Linked DNA regions of Mus musculus: regions 2 and 3 are each linked to region 1. Evidence: chromatin contacts called from public Hi-C data. All regions are on one chromosome and are shown on one strand. The core of a region is the stretch at or near the end of the contact, and the rest is flanking DNA. Distances in the headings are between cores, read along the strand shown.

Region 1 (3,937 bases), core at 641-3,140:
TGTGTTGACTGACATCAGTCGTTGAAGTATGGATTGCCCCCTTAGCTTCACAAATGATCCTCCTTAACAGATCTAGGGCACTTTACTAACTAGGTTCCTGGCTTTACTGTTAGTCCAATGTACAGTCCACACCTGAAGAAAGGGGAGTTTTTGATGTTGTGGTTTATTAACCAGGTACTTTCCATTCACTGTCAACAATTAGAAAACAGAAAGAAGTTTTTTAAAGAGGAGGGTTGGTGGGACCTCCTACTTGTTTTCTTTACTCCAAATAAGAAGCCGGAAACAATTAAGGAGAAAAAAATCCCCTATAGTTCACCTTGACCTGGCTGGACTGGGTCTGATGCCTGAAAAAAGTGGTGTTGTGTAAGCCACTAGTAAAAAAAAGTCGAACTGAACTTCAATACAATGAAAATTATTGGGCTCTAGGGGAAACTAGGAGCCAAGGTCTCCAGTATCAAATTAGAAAAGGAGCTCTTTCCCAAACCTAGAGAACTGTGTTTCTTCCTTCTCCTTAAGGTGTCGAGGGCGCTGACAAGACCTGGAGAGGCAATGCTACTACTTCCTTGGCTGTCCAGTTTAGCAACGCTTTAGCCTCACCCAAAACTGCAAAACTGAATTGCAAGCTTGTATTCATTCACTCTTCTGCTGCCATCTGCAACTTCTTGTTTCCTTTTACTGAGAAGGTGGCGTTTAAGGTCAAAAGATCCATTGTAACCAACAAAAGGCCAAAGAACCACAAACAGACCCTGGGAAAAAGCTAGGCTGCCCCTTTCAGGGCTGAGGGTCTACAAAAGGAACAACGAAATATATCTGACAGTAGAATACATCTTGTCTAAATCTCCAAAGTCTGGGAAGACCTCAGACAGATTTGGGATCAGACACAGGGCAAGGTCTTAAGGCTGCAAGGAAAGCGGGCAGTGAATACTCTGAGAGCAGTGTTGGGGGAGGGGAGAGGCCCCCGAAATCTACTTTGTATTCAGCAGCTGCGGGCCAGTAAGGATTCCTGAACAAAGGAGCACGCGGCAAGAGGATGAAATGTTGGGGTTCATGCTGCCACTCGAGCTGCGAGAAGTTTTCCACCTATACCGTTATGGAAGCGTTGGAACTCAGAATTGGGGGGCGAGGGGGTGAGAGAAAAGAGAACTCAGCATGCGATTCCTGTTGCGCCACTACGCACCAGGAATTCTTGAGAACGATGGGAATGGCAACTATTAGATTCGAGGGGGGAGAAAAAAGAGCTGGAGTGAGCAAAACAAAGAGCGAGTGTGGGCCGCGGTGACTTCATGCCTCACCAATGTCCCGCCCACGCTACTCCGAGCTGGAGCTGTTTGCTGCTTCTGCTGCTGCTGCTGTCCTGGGCCGCCACTGCGCTTGCTGGCGACCCAAGCAAGGAGCACTGTAGCGTGGGGAGGTTTCCTAGCAACTCTCAGCTCGGAGCACGCCCAGCCACCCGAAAGCTGGGAGCCCCCACGGGGGACCACAGAACTAGATCACCCCATCCCTGCCCATCGCCTGCCTCTCTTCCCTCTCATCCCAGAACGCATCAGCTGCCAGGGTTCTGGGTGGCCAGACGCCTGAGCCGACAGAGTCCGAGAAAGGACAAGGGTACGCAGCTCCCTCCCAGCGAGGTGCATGGAACATCCCCTTCTAGCCCAGTAAGCAACTGGGATGCCTTGTTGGTTGCCCGCGAGTGCAGACAGGAGCTTCTAGGGAGCTCGCGGAGCTGCTTCCCCAAGCTGCTGGCACCCGTGTCTCCTCTCCCGCCAATCGGAACGCTGCCGCCTGAACCTCTGCTAGCTGCGACTAAGTGGAGTTGGCCTCCCTGCCCACCTGTGGAAGAAGCTAGCACCGACTGATGCGCCAGCAACTCCCCCACCCCCTTGGCCTTCTAGCCGTCCCCTCCCACTAAAGCAGCATCACCCTGTGAATTACATTAGGGTGGTTTTCCCCCCAGCCTCAGGCTTTGTTTGGGTTTGATTGTGTTTGGCTCTTCGCTAAGCTGATTTATGCAGCAGAGCCCCATCGGCTGGGGAGAAACAAAAGCTCTTTTCTTTGTCTGGGAGCGGACTGTGGAGCCCGTACTTGCTTCGCCCCCGCGGGCCATCGGCTGTCCAAGGAGGTGCTTTTTGTTGAGACTGCAAGCCCCGCCGTGCGGAGCTGGGAGGGCCTTAAGGGCCCTGAGATGCAGAGAGCTGCCCTGGACCGAATACCTGTATCGCCTACTGAGAGCAACTGGGTCGGCCAACCCGGCCTGTCGAAAAGGTCCTAGGGACTCGCAGCCCACGGGCCTCAAGGTGCGCTCTCAAGTCGGGAGAGCGCATCAGGAAAGCAACTAGGCAGTAGGCACCGGGCGGGCTGCTTTGCATTATGTGCGGCTCGGCCCTGGCTTTTCTGACTGCTGCACTGCTCTCTCTGCACAACTGCCAGCGAGGTCCAGCCTTGGTTCTTGGGGCAGCCTGGGTATTTTCACTTGTTCTCGGACTGGGCCAAAGTGGTAAGTTATTTTACTTTGTTTTCTTCCCTTCTCCCAAAGTCTTGGGCTGGTATTGAGAGCTTATGGCCTGGGCATCCCTGACAGGTAAGTGGAAGATGTCAGTCCTGGTCAGTCCTGCTGAGACTTCAGGAGGGCAGGTGTGTAACAAAGTTCTCCATAAAGAAGCCAGGTATCAGGCATTTTCACCCCTAAGTGACAGCAATAGTCCACAGTGCTGGGAAAAGTTTATTTGAGTTGAAGTTTGGGAAAGAGTCTGTTGTACTTACAGAATGCAGTTTGGGGGTTCCAGTATTTCCTGAGGATATCACTATATAGTCTGTATTCCCCAACTTTTCACCTTAGGGGTGGAGCATCATCCACTAAGAGCCTGTGGCTAAGATGGTTTATAAAAGGAAAGAGTCTTTCATTTATTGGTCTAAGAAAGAACAAGTTTCTTCTGCCATAACATTCAGCTTGAATGAATTAATGCCCTTGAGGAATATCCATTCATGGTTTAAGCCACTGCCCTGCGGAGGGGTGGGATTGTTAAATTATTGTGGCTAAATGATCTGTCCCCTAAGTTTGGTCTCTGTTACCAAGAGGTCACCTCTCTATAAACTTTTATTGTCTTCATCTGTAAAACAGATATAGATGCCTACCTTTCCCAAGTCATTTCTAGTCAGACAGTGCATGAGAGGGGGCTTGGCACTTTAACATGTTAGCATTGTATTCTTGGTGACTCATGAAACAGAATAAGTAATAATAACAATCTAAGGATTAAATTTACCATAGAGGCCAAATGTTTTTTTTTTTTTTTTTTGCAGATGGAGTTACCATTGCCTTATTTATTTATTTATTTATTTACTTACTTACTTACTTTTCCCTTCGGGTTACTAATCCCTTAAATTTTATTAGAGACTTACTGTAGTCTCTCAACCTTAAAGGAGTTTTAATTAATAGCCTCACTTCTGTTGTAAAACTGAAATTTAGTCCTTTACTTTAAATTGGTGTGCTGGCTTTCTTCCTGAAGTTAACTAAAGTAAATACTTATATGTAAAAGTTTATAATAGAGAAGCCCAGGCAATTTCTTCTAATTATTGCATATATAGTTGTCTAGCATTAGTTTTGGGTGAGATTTTCCTAGTTGTATCAAACAGGACAAACTAGAGTCAACTTTCATTTTGTAGTTATTTTGAGACTTTGAGATTTCAAAATAAATGAAACCTAATACAAAGGAAAGAGTCACACTCCTTATCAAGTATCTTTTGAATGGAACATGTGTTTGCCACAGCAGATTTTCCACTGAGCTTAATTCCACCCTATGTCAGTAAATAAAGTGTTCTCCTAGATTTAGTAAACATTCGCACCAATAAACTGACCAAAACTTATGTCAACAGAATATATTTTGTTCCAAAGAAAGTCTCACTCACCTTTAATCTTTGCTAATAACAAAGGTTTTTAAAA
Region 2 (3,584 bases), core at 136-2,635, 160 kb before region 1:
AAATGCTTATTCCAATTTCTCCCCCCCTCCAGAAACCCTCTATCCCATCCCCCTCCTCCTGCTTCTATGATGGTGTGCCCCGAACTTCCCTACACTGGGACATTGTGCCTTCACAGGACCAAGGGCCTCTTCTTCCATTGATGCCTGACAAGGACACATGATGAACTCTTTAAGTTGAAGACTCTACAAGGATAAAATAATAATGTTTGAATAGGCAAAACAATGAAGAGTAAATGAAAAAGAGAATACTACTGAGAGCATCTAACAAATCCTTTCTCCACATAAATGTGTTGTTGAGACTACAGAAAAAGAAGTTGTCTAAATGGGCAGGCACTGTAAAACCCTTCTTCATTGCAAAGCTCACTATTGATGCCAAATCTTCTGTCAGGGCTACTTCTTGGGTGACATTAGAAAAGAAGGGTGGCTAAATCATAGTAATTTGAATTTAAGGAGTGTCTAACATCTTACACTTGTGCTATAGTCCTCAAGAGTGTCTTAGAAGAGAAGCAACCAATGTCATTTGTGCCACGTGCACCTAAAACATTGAGATGTTGAAATATTATGCAGCTTGTATAAATAAGGCTTGTACAAGAAAGCTGTGAGTAGAAGGGAAAATTATTAGTTCCTAAAGGAGAAAATAGGTTCTCATATAAACCTTCTCCTAGCAATTTCTCATGGAGAATGTAGGTACCATCAGAACAGTTATCTGAAGCAAAAGACATGCTGTCCTGGGAGAGTGAGGGTAGTGTTTGAGGCAGAAGATCAGCTTAGATGATGCCAGAGAGATCCCAGATGGCCACCCTTGGCCTTGCCTGGCAAAATGGACACTTTGGTATCCACCTAGTCTGATGTCAGCGTTCCATTCCTGAACAACCTCGTTCTAACTACACATGTGATAACACCAAAGAGATTGTTCCATAATTATCAAGAAAGAATTTTTTCTAACAGAATAAATAAAATTCCTCAAATTAAGTAGTAGAGAAAACAGATCTTTTAATACTATGAGAACCAAACCCCCAGCACTGATTAAAAGGTGCTCATTCACACAGATGAGACATAGCACAGAGATTCACTCAGAAATGATACCAGGGATCTGCTTCAATCTGGCTCCTTGCTTTGTTTTTAAAAAATTAAAATAGACATTTTTAAGCTTTATAAGACAAATGCAACTCAAATTAAATGGTCTAGATGAATCAAGAAGAAAGTAATGAGTTGTACAAATTTTCATAAAAGAAAGAGACCAATGCAAACTTAGCTTTAAAGATGAAATGGGTTTGCCTGTGCAGTCATGAACAACAAAAGGAACAAAGAAAACCCAGTGCCCACATCCTACATATGCAAACATATGCAGCTACACATGTTACACACTCATTTAGTTGTTTATAAGAAATAGCTACAGAAGAAAACGCCTCTCCCATTAGCAAACAGTGTGAAGTTACAGTTCAAACTAATAAACACTGGAAAAACACCCCATGACATCCAAAGAAATGAGAGGTTAACAAAAGACCTTTTGTATTGGTCGTCTCGACCAACTTACAGCTCACAACAACAAGTCCTGGAAGAGAAAGGAAATTGTTGTCAAATTGCAACAGGCAAGAGTGCATAGGTTAATTACAGGGAATTTTGAGTTTAGCAAACACCCAGATTTAGCCCAAGATGTAAGAAATCAAGCAGTTGTTGCATAAGAGGGGAGCTGAAGCAATGTATCAACACTCAGAAGTGAATTTTCTTTTTGCTTGATCCAGGGAAAACATTTCCATGAGCGCAGCTTCAGACTCTTAAGCCATCTCTGGACAACCCAACCTAGGAAACATGGGTACAATACACTAATGGAATTTCACAAGGTCCAGGAAATAATTTCCTGTTTATCTTTTGTTTCCAGGCAAAATTGATGTCTAGCAGGAGTAGTCATGTTCCATATTCTATCCAGCATCCATTCTGATAAGTCCAATGCCCGTTCCACACTACTGTATTTTCACTAACATTCTGCATCCAAAAAAAAAAAAGCTAACTTATGCCTACCTGCCTGATTAAGGGTCTAAGGCAACTTCCAATTATTCAAGTAGAATACAAGTGTTCTGTTTCCTCCACCTTCTTTATCCTCAGACTGTGGAACTATCAACACTCCAGCAGCTAGAGGCTGGGTGATAGGAGAGGTGTGGTAGGCAAGAAAAAAAGTAGTCAGTACCTCTTCTAAACTTCAAAATGGCTGTAGACTCATATGGTGGGGGAAACTGATAAGGTAGATTCAACCGGTCTTCTTGAACAGAAAGCAGGTTTTACATCCCAAGTACAGTAAATTAACCACCTTTTCTTGTGAAAGAATCTCACCAACCAAGGAGAGCCTTGAATTCAACTTGTAGCCATGACTGGCACTCATTTTCCCTTACCTTAGCTTTCCTAGTGCTGGGATTATAGTGCTGTATCCCCATGCCTGTCTTTTACTTTCTTCCTACTGACTCCTGTAACTTTCCCTTCCCCTTAAATGAAGAAGTTTACTTCATAGTGTGGAATTCTTACTATGAAGCAACATTTTTTCCATGATTAATTTCATTTGTAAAGGATAACTGTCTTGTTTCTTTTACTGTTTCTATATTAAAGTACACTGACAAAAACAACTTGAGGGGAAAAGGGTTTATTTTCTGTCATAGCTCTCTCTCTCTGAAAAACAAACAAACACACAAACAACAAACAACACCTTTATAGACGACAACAGAGGTTACCTCACCAGCCCCCATGGGATTCCAAAGCCAGTCAAGTTGACAAAGAAGAGAACCATGCCTACCCGTTAAGACATTGAGCTAATAGCATGTTTCTGAAGTCAGAATAATTGGATAGTAGACAGGATGAGGTTCTATCTGATTAATATTTACCTTCTGATGAATATAAACAAGTTAGGAACTACTAGACAAAAGTATTTTTCTTTCCAATCTGCAAGGAGACTAATGTGGATTTTTTCACCTTTATATGCCTGTCTGTAATGAAAGTTTCCATCAGTATATAAGGTCCTGGTATAGATCAGCCTCACCATTATATGGGTCTATAGCCTTTGGGGAATTGGGAAGAGGGTACATTTTGCTTCTTCTCTTGCCTACCACTCCTCTACTATCACCCAGCCTCGAGTTGATGGAGTATTGGTGGCTCCATTTTGAGGATAAGGAAGGTGGCGAAGAACCATAGCAAAACATTTGTATTCTACTAGAATAATTTCGAGTTGTCTTTGAGGCCAGACATAGTGGTGAATTCCATCACAAGGCAGAGGCAGGTGTACTCTATAAATTCAAGGCCAGCCTGATCTCCATAGTGAGCTCTAGGACAGCTAGAACTACATAGAGAGACCCTGTCTCAAACAAAAAACAAAGTTGCCTTTGGTTCTCTATTATGGACCTGGCTGATGTTTATCACTGTTAATGCCACTGTTAATGTGGTGTGGTGGTTGTTGTGGTGGTGGTGTGTGTGTCCTATATGTCCCCATACCCACATTTCGGGAGATCCACAGAAACTTTTCAGCCATGTTTGTGAAGTAGCTGAGGCATTCAGTTCTTAAGGCTCCTGGAGCTCTGATTGCTAGCAAAGAAACACAG
Region 3 (4,094 bases), core at 1,506-4,005, 240 kb after region 1:
AAAGGGGATGGGGGTGAGGATGAAGAGATGGCTTGGTGGTTAAAAGCACTTGCTGTGAATCCAGAGAACCTGAGTCCAGAGCCTATGTGGCAGCTCACAACTGCCTGCAACTCCAGTTTTAGTGCATCCAACGTCATCTTCTGGCCTCTGCTGGTACTTGTACTTACCTCACATAACCTATACTCAGCAAAAAAAAAAAAAAGTACAGAATACCCAAGATATAGTCCACAGACCTCAAAGAGGTCAACAAGCTGAAGTGCCCAAGTGAGGATGACTCAGTTCCACTTGAGGGGGAGAAGAAAGCAATCACAAGTGGGGAAGAATGGAGGGACCTAGAAGGGAAAGTGGATGGGGTGGGGCAGTGGAGGGGTGAGGGAAACCTGTCCTGGTATTGGGTGAGGGAAAAGGACTGAAGCCCTGAGGGCCAGCAGAAAGAATAGAAACAGGCAACCTATCAGGAGATAGGAGGATGGGGGGACCCTCCAGAATGCAACAGAGACCTGGGAGGTGAGAAACTCTCAGGACTCAAAGGGAGGGGCCTTAGATGAAATGCCTGACAGTAGGGAGAGGGAACTTATAGAGCCCACCTCCAACAGGAAGACAGAGCATCAAATGAGGCAGGGGGGGAACCATTCCACAGTCACAACTCTGACCCATAATTGTTCCTGTCTGAAAGAATTACAGCAATGGAAATGGAGAGGAGCCTGAGGAAAAGAAGGTCCAGACTGAAAGTGGGATCCAGCTCAAGGGGTGGTCCCAAGGTCTGACGCTATTACTGAAGCTATGGAACACTCACAAAAAGGGACCTAGCACGAGCATACTTCGGAAGACCCAACAAGCAGCTGAAGAGTCAAATGCACATATTTGCACCCAACCAATGGACAGAAGCAGCTGACCCCAGTTGTTGAATTAGGGAAAGGCTGAAAGAAGCTGAGAAGAAGGGTGACCCTGTAGGAGGACCAGCAGTCTCAATTAATCTGTGCCCCGAGATCTCTCAAACACTGGACCACCAAGCAGGCACCATACTGCGGCTGATATGAGGCCCCCAACACACATACAGTAGAGGACTTCAAGATCTTTGTTCATTCAAAGATGATGAACCTAACTCTCAAGAGACTGGAAGCCCCAGAGAGTTTAGAGGTAAGGTGGGGTGGGAGTGAGGACATCCACATGGAAACAGGGAGGTGGGGAGGAAGTATGGGATGTAGAACTGTCAGAGGGTGGATGGGGGAATAAAATATGGAGTGAAAATAAATAAATAAATAAATTTTAAAAATAGAAAAAAGAAATGTGAAAATACACATGCCTTTAAAAGAGATAAAAATATAAAAATACATGCATTACAAAAAAACTTACACACAGACCCATACACATAATTAAAAAGAAAATAAGTCTTTTGAAAAATACTTATATCACTTTTGGAGTTCCACGCACTGTTCTGAAAGCTTAGGGAAAATAAGTCCCATTAACTCTGGAGTAAAATAAATCTTTTGATCTAAACCTTAATAATATCTCTTTTTATGGATGTAAGCAATGAAGCACAGATCAGTTAAGTCAGTCATTCTAAGTATACAACAGGCAGTGGAGAGCCAGGCTTTGGCTGTATCAGTTCTTTCTCAAAGTCCATCTTCAATAATCTTTATTATTCCTTAAAAGGTCACAGTTAATCTTTTTAATCAAATTTTTGATGTGCAATATTTGATATATTAAGTATGGTAAAAAATAATATTCACAAAATAAAACTCTCCATGGCAAAAGCTAAAAGAGTACAGCTTCGCACGAACAGTGAGTCAGTTCTTCTCAGGAAGGCTTGGGGTATTGCTCATCAGTAAGTACGTGGCTAGCACACATAAGGCCCTAGTCCAATCTCCAGCATCAAAAAGTAATAACAGTAATAATAATCTCCAGAATTTGCAACAAAATAACTCATGACTATGGTTAACGTAACTTCTGGAAATGTCCCTTAGTACAAAGACGCTATACAAAATGGTTATGGAAGAATGACCCAGCCCTCCTGAACTTCACTCTGCCTGTGTTTGCAGGAGATTCTACACATACTGTCCTCTCTCAAGACTTCTACACTCTGGCCATCCAGTCTTGAGATGACAAGCTGCTTCCCTCATGTTTTGCAACTAAAAATGGACACATTCACCTGTGGACATCTTGAAAAGTACCATTCTTTTGTGTTCAAACCAAATGACTGAAATTCCCAAGTTGTGCACAATCAGTGCTCTGGTTACAAGGAATACAGAGCACTGTATTAGTAAATGTCTGTGTGGGTCCAATTCGGACTCACAATATTCCTGCCATTATGAATATTAGCATTAAGAATAAACATGGTTAGCAAGACCAACATTCACTGGAACCCCTATAGACATGTTTTCTCATTTAGCCTAAGGCAACCACTTCTTGCTTGCTTTAAAGCAAAGAAAGCTGAAGAACAGAGAATGCAGCTCCTTTGCAAATGTGTAAGCAGGAGCAAGAAAGCAACCAGGTTGATCAGTGCCTCTTAGAGCTGCTCTTGTGGTGCTTCCCTTCTGTGGGTGTTTCTTCCTCTGGATGACACAGTTTCTGCAGCAGTGTTCACCCATGAATCTTGAGTACAAAGTAGAATTTGACCCTCGTGGTTTAGCTATAACTGGAAAGACAACTTGCACAAAATTTTCTCATAAAGCCTGTTGCCAAGATCCTGAAGAACAGCATGTGCTCTTCCAGATGAAAGTGATAAGATGGGTGATGTTGCTGAGAGTTGCAATTCCTGTTAACCAGACAGCTGTAGGAGAAGCCACTTCCGTGGGCCTCCATGGAAGCCTGTGCATTGGCTTCATGGAGGGAGCTGGCTCAGACTACCAGAAAACCACATGCAAGAGGTTCTCACTGATGAAGGTCTATTAACAGGAAGTGGTCACTAGTTGGCCATAAACCCACTAAGCTGGCAGAAGAGCCTTCATGTCATTCTCTGGATATAGCCAGGTTGACAAATCACTTAAAGTTTTGAAGGGGAGTAGCTGAAAACAAAAGGAGTCCCTGACCAATAAGTTATACTGAAGTTATTTACCTGCATCAGGAAATTTAACATCATACCAAACACTGTAAGAGCTGTAAATTTTTTCAAAGAGTGTTTGTTCTCATGGCTGGCAGATACTGATAATGCTCTCTAGGCATTGCTCTGAAAACAGACACACACACACACACACACACACACACACACACACTCCATGTCTTCTGCTTTGCCCCAGGTTCCTTCAAGTTCAGTCCCACAGTTCTCTGTACCTCTGTCAGATCCTTTCTTTCACAAGCTGTAGGAATAGCCTAAGGGGTCTTCTTTCAGGTTTTTGATCATTCCATCATGAGTCTGCTCTTTCAACCACACTATAATCAAAGGGCTTCTAAGAGATTGTAGTTTCCCCTAGCCAAACCATGGAACTCTAAGATACAAGTCAGCCCCCAATGGAGGAGCTAGAGAAAGTAACCAAGGAGCTAAAGAGATCTGCAACCCTGTAGGTACAACAACATTATGAACTACCAGTACCCCGGAGCTCTTGACTCTAGCTGCATATGTATCAAAAGATGGCCTGGTAAGCCATCACTGGAAAGAGAGGCCCATTGGACACGCAAACTTTATATGCCCCAGTACAGGGGAACGCCAGGGCCAAAAAGTGGGAATGGGTGGGTAGGGGAGTGGGGGGGATTATGGGGGACTTTTGGGATAGCATTGGAATGTAATTGAGGAAAATACATAATTAAAAAATTATTTTAAAAAAAGATGGGGAAAAGATGGTGATTGAGGGAAACTTTGAATCCCATGTATCACAATAGTTTCTGCAGATCTTGGCAAAAATCTCCATTTCTTATTACTTTCAAGACTTTATATTCCTATACCACAAATAAGCTTTTGAACTTAAAAATGAATTATCTGCCTCAAGCACTTGGCTCTTAAGATTTATATGTTTGGTATGAGTTTAAACTAATCATAAATCCAACTGACATCTCTTTTCTAAGGTAGACCTGACCTCCCGCAGAAAGCAATGTGTGAAGAAAATTACATGGTGTGGGGAGGGGGTGGAAAGTAATGAGTTCTAAGCTCCTGAGGA

The links. Hi-C and Micro-C count contacts between places; a contact is called where the count stands out from the background.
Region 2: a contact with region 1 is called in a Hi-C map of uterus. The contact joins the enhancer-like site here to the promoter of Itgb8 in region 1. A contact is called at or near these places in 10 of 39 promoter capture datasets (the 3T3-L1 cell line, 3T3-L1-derived adipocytes, the SN4741 cell line and 6 more), 3 of 484 Hi-C or Micro-C datasets (all in uterus) and 2 of 9 other capture datasets (adipose tissue and liver).
Region 3: a contact with region 1 is called in a Hi-C map of uterus, with 2.7 times the contacts expected there. The contact joins the enhancer-like site here to the promoter of Itgb8 in region 1. A contact is called at or near these places in 4 of 39 promoter capture datasets (the SN4741 cell line, embryonic stem cells, hematopoietic stem and progenitor cells and 1 more), 7 of 484 Hi-C or Micro-C datasets (cerebral cortex, uterus and ventricular fibroblasts), 2 of 115 datasets of contacts at active chromatin or transcription factors (bone marrow-derived dendritic cells and kidney) and 3 of 9 other capture datasets (adipose tissue, liver and pancreatic islet).

Annotation. Positions count from the first base shown.
Region 1 is chr12:119,236,229-119,240,165 of GRCm38.p6, reverse strand. Itgb8 (integrin beta 8) reads left to right here and starts at 1,890. Exons shown (of 14, transcript NM_177290.3): 1 at 1,890-2,494. The coding sequence starts at 2,368.
Region 2 is chr12:119,401,047-119,404,630 of GRCm38.p6, reverse strand. It overlaps a transcript of Macc1 not described here. Among named protein-coding and RNA genes, the nearest start is that of Macc1, 41 kb to the left of the region's middle. Within about 2 kb of position 1,385, at least 8 of the 459 cell types and tissues checked have an H3K27ac peak or open chromatin away from gene starts, as enhancers often do. A contact at or near this core is called in second pharyngeal arch cranial neural crest and uterus, where this site is marked.
Region 3 is chr12:118,998,147-119,002,240 of GRCm38.p6, reverse strand. No RefSeq gene overlaps it. Among named protein-coding and RNA genes, the nearest start is that of Abcb5, 34 kb to the right of the region's middle. Within about 2 kb of position 2,755, at least 16 of the 459 cell types and tissues checked have an H3K27ac peak or open chromatin away from gene starts, as enhancers often do. A contact at or near this core is called in uterus, where this site is marked.